2 separate regions of the Sus scrofa genome follow, and region 2 is linked to region 1. Evidence: chromatin contacts called from public Hi-C data. All regions are on one chromosome and are shown on one strand. The core of a region is the stretch at or near the end of the contact, and the rest is flanking DNA. Distances in the headings are between cores, read along the strand shown.

Region 1 (3,377 bases), core at 249-2,748:
TTGCCAAACTTCCTCTTTTCCAGGACCTTGGGCTATTGCAGTAATGCTTCTATACTTGCCTTGGAGGAGAAAAGAGCTTTCCTGCTCTCTGTGTTATAGCCAAGGAAGAAAACAAAATGGAATCAGTAGGGACAGTAAAGGGGCTTGATCATGAAATTCAAGGACACGAAGGAAGCAGGCATCCTCTCCCTCTTCCCTATGATGAGGTTCTAAAGCTGCGCTGGCAGATGAACCCTCCATTTGGGGTCAGTCTTGGTTATCAGAAGTATCCGGAGAGCACCTCAAACAACAAAGGCAAGTGTGTCTACTCTGTCCCCTCCATGCCCTGAACGTGAAGCACCCTGGACAGAGTGGGGTGGTGCTTTCTGCTCGGAAGGAACCCACATCTCTTTGGCCATGTGGATGGGTAGGTGCTACTCATGCTGAGACCCAAAGCCTGCTCTAACAGGTGCTCAGAGCTACTCCCAGCTGCCCTCCTGCTCAGACAAGGAAACTGGGGTTCAGAGAAGGTAAGTGACTTGCTAATGGATACCCGGTCCACTGCCACCCTGCAACTCCATCCAATTTTCAAATATTATGACTCTTTTGATGGCTTGTAGCCATACCAGGAGAAAAGAAACAAACTGTGGCCTGGCTGGGCTGGTGACCTTCATGTCCCCTTCCCTCCCCACAAGGACTAAAGGTGGATCAAGCACCCAGGAGTGATGGAACCAAGGTGTGAATGGCCCCCTTCTCCCTCTTCAAGGTTGACGCAAGACAGTAAGGATTAAGCGGGTCCAGTGACCTTTAAGCCCATGGGGTCAAAAAGCAGTGCGGAGGACCAGGCTGTCCCTCCCCCAGGTCTGACTGGCTTGTCCCCATGTGACCCAGACCTTAGAGCCTCCACGCAGAGACCCCCACCTGCCCTCTTCTCTCTCCTCCCCACCCCAGACCTTTCAGCAACTCCCGCCACTCAGCATCCTGGTTCCCTCAGTTTCCTTGACCCGGACTGTGGGAACCTCCTCCTGCCCTCCCTCCGGGAAGGGCTATCTTTCTGGCCCTGATACTAGGTGGGAGCTCAGCGTCCAGAGAGGAGACAAGGAGGGGAAGGCACGAAGGGTTCTAGCCTCCCGCTGGCAGCTTCTCCCTTTGAGTTCCACAGATGCAACAAAAAGAGGGCGGAGAGAGCACAATACGGAGCCGCGGGGATAGGCAGTGAAGACGAGTCCTCTGGTTGAGCAGTGATGGTGTCATCCAGAGAGGGCGGGTGGCGGCCGGATGGGAACGACTCCACTAACGCCCGGGTTTGTGCCGCGGCGGGCGGAGAGCTCCTGGGCAATCCCAGGTCAGGGGGGCAGAGAGGCTGAACGCCGAGCGTAGCCGGCGCGCGGGCGGAATCCAATTTCCGGGAAGAAGCGCTCGGGCTGGCGCTTCTGGGAGCTGCCCCGCCCCGCCCGGCGCCACCTCTGGCCTGGCGTCTGCGGGGCCTTCTCTCTCCTGGGACAGAGGAGGTCACTCAGCCTGGCATGGGGCGCCCCCTGGCGGCCAATGGTAGGCGGAACTCCTGCAAGTGGGCGATCAGGGCTCAGGGAGCCGCGCAGTAGCCACGCGAGCCTGGACTCGCGGAGATCGGGTGCAGGAGGACCCGTTCCCTCCCCCGAGGCCATGCGGCGGGGACACGACGGCCCTCCAGGGCCCTGACCCCGGGGCAGGGGCACGCAGAGAAAAGGAGCCCGCAGAGGTTCCGGTTAAGGCAGCGCTTGGCTACTGCAGATGAGGCGAGTAAGCTGGCGGTGTTTTCGGACATGGTTTTCTGCCACCATCCAACTGGTTTTATTTTGCTTTCATTTTTCACATTAGCCTATGTGCTATGTTTAACTTTGCATGCTAACACAGTTCCTTCTGGGGGCAGAGGTATGTGCTGGCGATGTTATTACGCAAGTGACTGGAAACCACCTGAATGTCCCTGCCGGGGAGGGGCACACGGTGAGGAACAGTAACGCATGTCGCAGAGAATATGGAGTCCATCTGTCTTCTTGACCAGGGAAAATGTCCATGGCAGAAAAATGAAGAGGTGACATGCAGAATTTTGGGCACAGTGTAATCCGTTCTTTAAATTCTATGTTGGATTATTTTTGTATAGACAAAGGAAAACATAATGTGGAAAACAAACACATGGTTTGTTGCTTTCTTCTTGGAAGAGGGAGGGAGCCCACTTTAGACAATTCTGTATTGCTTCTACAATGGGTAAGATATATATAATTCATATGACAGAAATTAAATGTATTTCAGAAGCTCTGAAATGTGACCCCCAAAAATTGGCTTCTGGAAGTCAGTGCTGGTGAAGCCAGGACCCACATGCACCGCCTTGTCCACACTGACACCTGCCCCCAGAGAGGGACATGCAGACAAAGCCAGGCCTCCCTTGGCATAGGCCAGCAGCTGCAGCTCCAATTCACCCCCTAGCCTGAGAACTTCCATGTGTCACAAGTGCTGCCCTAAAAAGAAATAAATTTTAAAAGGCCAGACCTCCCTAGTCAGGAAGGCTAGAATTTTGGCAGGGATAAACCATTCTTGTGGCCAGAGGTTACTAAACTGGAGAAGGGCTTGGAGGCATTTCTCAGAGACAGAGAACAGGAGGTTGAGGGACAAGCCAGCAGACTTTGGCCAAAATCTAGGAGAGAGGTGATAAGGACTGTACCGGCATTGCCAGTGGGGACCAAGAGGGCAGAACTGGGGGACATTTCTTGATCCCAGAGCCTTCTATCAATTATCTGCTTCCTCTAAAATTGTTTTAAAACTTAAATCATGTAATTCCTCTGCTGAAAACCCTGTAGTGGCTCCCATTTTACTCAAAGCCCAAGGCCCACAGTAATCTGCCTCCCTCCCACTCCTTCAGATAGCCCCTGGCACCACCACTCTCTTTCTTTTTTCTTTTTCTTTTCTTTTTTTTTTTTAAATGGCCATACCCACAGCCTGGACCAGAGATTGAACCTGGGCCACAAGTACAGCAATGCCAAATCCTTTAATCTACTGCACTGGGCCAGGGATAGAACCTGCACTGCCAAAGCAACCCAAGCCACTGCATTCGGATTCTTTTCTTTTCTTTTTTTTTTTTGTCTTTTCTTGGGCCACATCCGCAGCATATGGAGGTTACCAGGTGAGGGGTCCAATCAGAGCTACAGTTGCTGGCCTACACCTCAGCCACAGCCACATCTGATCCAAGCTGTGTTTTCGACCTACACCACAGCTCACGGCAGATGCTTAACCCACTAATCGAGGCCAAGGATCGAACCGGCAACCTCATGGTTCCTAGTCGGATTTGTTAACCATAGACCCATGGCGGGAACTCCTGCAATTGGATTCTTAACCCACTGTAATGGAGTCTTAACTCCACT
Region 2 (3,377 bases), core at 222-2,721, 120 kb before region 1:
TTTGAGATATGATTCAAATTTAATGTGTACTTAATTATAGAAGTTAATGCTCACTGAGTAGTTCTAAGTATAAATATAGCTATTTATACTTATAACTATTCCAAAGGTATTGCATGCATTGCTCAATTCATCCTCACAGCATCTTGTGAGAGAGGCACTATTATTGTTCTCATTTTAGAAAGAAGGTAGTTGAGACACACAGAGGGCAAGTAACTTTCCCAAAGTCACACAGCTTGGAACCGGTAGAATCGTTAACTCAAGCTCAGGAAGGCTGACAACAGAGCCTCTACCTCTTCACCATGAGGTTTCACCACCAGGCCCCATCCTGTTCCATGGCATTGTAGTGTATCTCCAATCCTGTGGGAATAAGATAATATGGCAGAAGTCAGGCAGTACCTTCCTTCCAAGCCCTTCACAGCCCCTCTATACCCTCAGCAGGACAGTGAGAGTCAGGTGACTACAGGGATGGAGAAGAGGAAGACCGGGGCTGGGGCCCAGCTGCATGACACAAGTACAGACATGCTGGTCTGTTTATTTATTAAATACTTCCAAGCAGAGAAAAAGTCACTCCCCGGACCCCTTCCTGAGAGATACTCCTCCCTCCCCTCTCAGGATCCAACAATTAAGAGGTAACCCCTGGCCTGGTGCAAGGCCTCCAGAGGCACCCACTCATCAGACTGCTGGAGCCCAGAGAGCGGTTGCTACCGTTTATTCTGTCAGCCCCACTTTGGCCAGGTGTCAGGGTGACAAAGGAGACTGGAGCTCTCAGTGGCCTCCCAAGTGCCCAGCTGAACCTCTTTCCCTGCCCTGCCCATATGTAGCCTGACACCTGGCCAGCTGTGGTCTCTGGTTCCTGCTTTTCCAAGCGCAGGTTGATCGGTCCCTCTTGGGGAGGCGGGTGGGCACCCTGTGGCCCTCCAGCCACTAGTATGGACTGTCCCACTCCCTACTCCCAGCAGTTCTTTTTTCACCCAATTAAATCCAATTCAGCATTATTGGAAAACTTGCATGTTAGTGTTACATGACCTAGTTGAGAAAATTGTCCTGTGCTCAGTTGATGGTAATAGCTGCTTAGCTATAATAACTGTGCGTCAGACACTGTCCCTAAGTGCTCTGCGTTTATTAAGCTTAATCCTCATGTTAAACTCATGAGATAAGAACTGTTACTATAGAGAACTCTGAGCCAGAAATGTTAAGCAACTTTCCCAGGTCATACAGCAAGTCATGGAAGTGTCTGTATTTGAATCTAGCATCTGTACCTGCAACTGCTGTGCTATGGCTGACACTCCGTAGCACAAAGGGGTGAGTACCAGGACTGGAAAGACCAAGTTCTGCCCTTCCCTCATCCTTTAGACATATGAACTCAAGTCCAAATGGGCATGTTTAGGGAAATGCTTTAAATTGGTTGGTTTATCCCAAGACTTCCCACATCTCAAGGGCAGCTTCAGAGCAAATGGAATTGGCCAGCTCCTGGGCCAGGAGCCAGGGTTTTCATGGAGAATTTCCCTTTATTAGTTACTGGGGAGCCTTTCACCCTGTTCCAGAGAAATCTCCAAGCTGCTGGGGGAAAGCAGATTGTTCTGGTTGGCCCTGGAGCCTTGCCCACTGGCCTTCCCTGCCAGCAAGCCTAGGGGCCACACAGAAGCTCTCCTTCTCTCCAGCAAACCTGCAGGTAGAGGCCAGATTTTCCAAGTGATGACAAATACCCTCTTTCTCACTCCCCAGGAGAGAAGGCAGCACGCCAGCATCCTCCTAGTGCAGTGACAGCTCCTGGGGACCTGCAGTTTGGGAAGACCTCAAGCAAACATTTTTCAAGCCAGAGCCAGCTCTCCTCGGATAATCGACTAGATGGCGCCACCTGCTGGATAAATGGAAAATCTTCTCTCTGTCCACAGTGCTGCCACCCCCACTTCCTTTGACAACTTGCCCCGTCCTAGCCTACGTCCTCCACCCCGACCCTGACCAGAGAGAAGCCTTCAACAGAAAGCACGTGCCAGGAACACAGGTACGCATATCTGGATCTTCCATGGGACCAATCAGCAGGATTGTTCACGTATTTATCTACACTGCTTTCCTCTTCCTACTTCTTAGGCCTCTGACCACCATCACCACCACACCTTCACACGGCCCAGCCCCACCCCACCCCAGATCATCTTCACTTATTTATTAAGATGCAGGGCTATTTGTGAACAAATAGTGCACCTGTCCCAGGCAATCAGTGAGGTTGGGAAGGGGACCAGTGATTGTTACACATCTGTCTCAGTGAAGCCACATGCTGGACATACCGTCATGCCAGCCTGTGACAAATGCAAAACAGATGTCAGTAGATGCTCTCAGGTTCTCAAATATTACTGGATGATACCATTTCATCAGTAAAATGTGTACAGAAGAACAGAGCCCTTTTGAGATAGGGTTCTGGGCCCTTTCATTAATCTAACTACCTATGGGTTTACAAGATACGAGACTCAAATCATAGTTCCAGTAATATGATAAATTACTACATAACACTGGCTCTCAGAGTCTTAACAGAACCATAGAGGTTACATCTGAAACACCAAACTGTACTATTCACTTAATTATTTTTCTTCCTTTTCTCTTTTGCTCCTTGTTTGCCTATAAGCCTATTCTCTATTTGTTATGGGCTGGATTGTGTCCTCTCCTGCAAAAAAAAAAAAAAAAATTCATATGTTTCAGCTCTAACCCCCACTATCTTAGAATGTGAGTATGTTTAGAGACAATTAGCACTGTAAAGGCCCTAAGTTAAAATGAGGCCATTAGGGTGGGTCCTGGTCTGATATGACTGGTATCCTTGAAAGAAGAATTTGAAAACACAAAGGTAAGCCATAGACTGAAAAAAATGTTTCAAAACAAAGAGCTTATATTCCAATTAATTGAAGAACTCTTACAACTTAATATAAAGGAGAAAAAATCTAATAAAAAAATGGGCAAAAGTTTGGGACAGACATTTCCCGACAGAAGATATATAGGTAATCAATAAACACATGAAAAGATATTCAACTTCACTAGTTCTCAGAAAAATCATAATTAAAACCACAGTATGATACCACTACACACCCTCTAGAAAGATCACCAATATCAAGTGGTGGTGAGGTTGGTGAGGGCATGGAGCAATAAGAACTCTCTCCTATGTTTCTGGTGGGGATGCAAAATGTTACAGCCATTTTGCAAAACAATATGAAAATATTTTATAACATTAAATAGGCATTTACCATACTGTCAGGCAATTCCATTGTCCCTATGAAAACATGCATGCAAATATTTATTATAGCATCAGTTATAATGACCAAAAACTGGAGAAAACAAATAATATGTACATACCATGAAATACTACAGAGCAATAAAAAGGAGGAAACATG

Evidence for each region. Hi-C and Micro-C count contacts between places; a contact is called where the count stands out from the background.
Region 2: a Hi-C map of fetal skeletal muscle shows a contact between it and region 1, with 2.6 times the contacts expected there. The contact joins the enhancer-like site here to the promoter of SH2D4B in region 1. A contact is called at or near these places in 7 of 47 Hi-C or Micro-C datasets (alveolar macrophages, blood, embryonic fibroblasts and 3 more) and 1 of 2 datasets of contacts at active chromatin or transcription factors (skeletal muscle).

The regions. Positions count from the first base shown.
Region 1 is chr14:82,376,175-82,379,551 of Sscrofa11.1, reverse strand. It overlaps SH2D4B (SH2 domain-containing protein 4B), which reads right to left and starts at 1,498. Exons shown (of 8, transcript XM_005671149.3): 1 at 1-1,498.
Region 2 is chr14:82,500,970-82,504,346 of Sscrofa11.1, reverse strand. No RefSeq gene overlaps it. Among named protein-coding and RNA genes, the nearest start is that of SH2D4B, 120 kb to the right of the region's middle. Within about 2 kb of position 1,471, at least 12 of the 83 cell types and tissues checked have an H3K27ac peak or open chromatin away from gene starts, as enhancers often do. A contact at or near this core is called in fetal skeletal muscle, where this site is marked.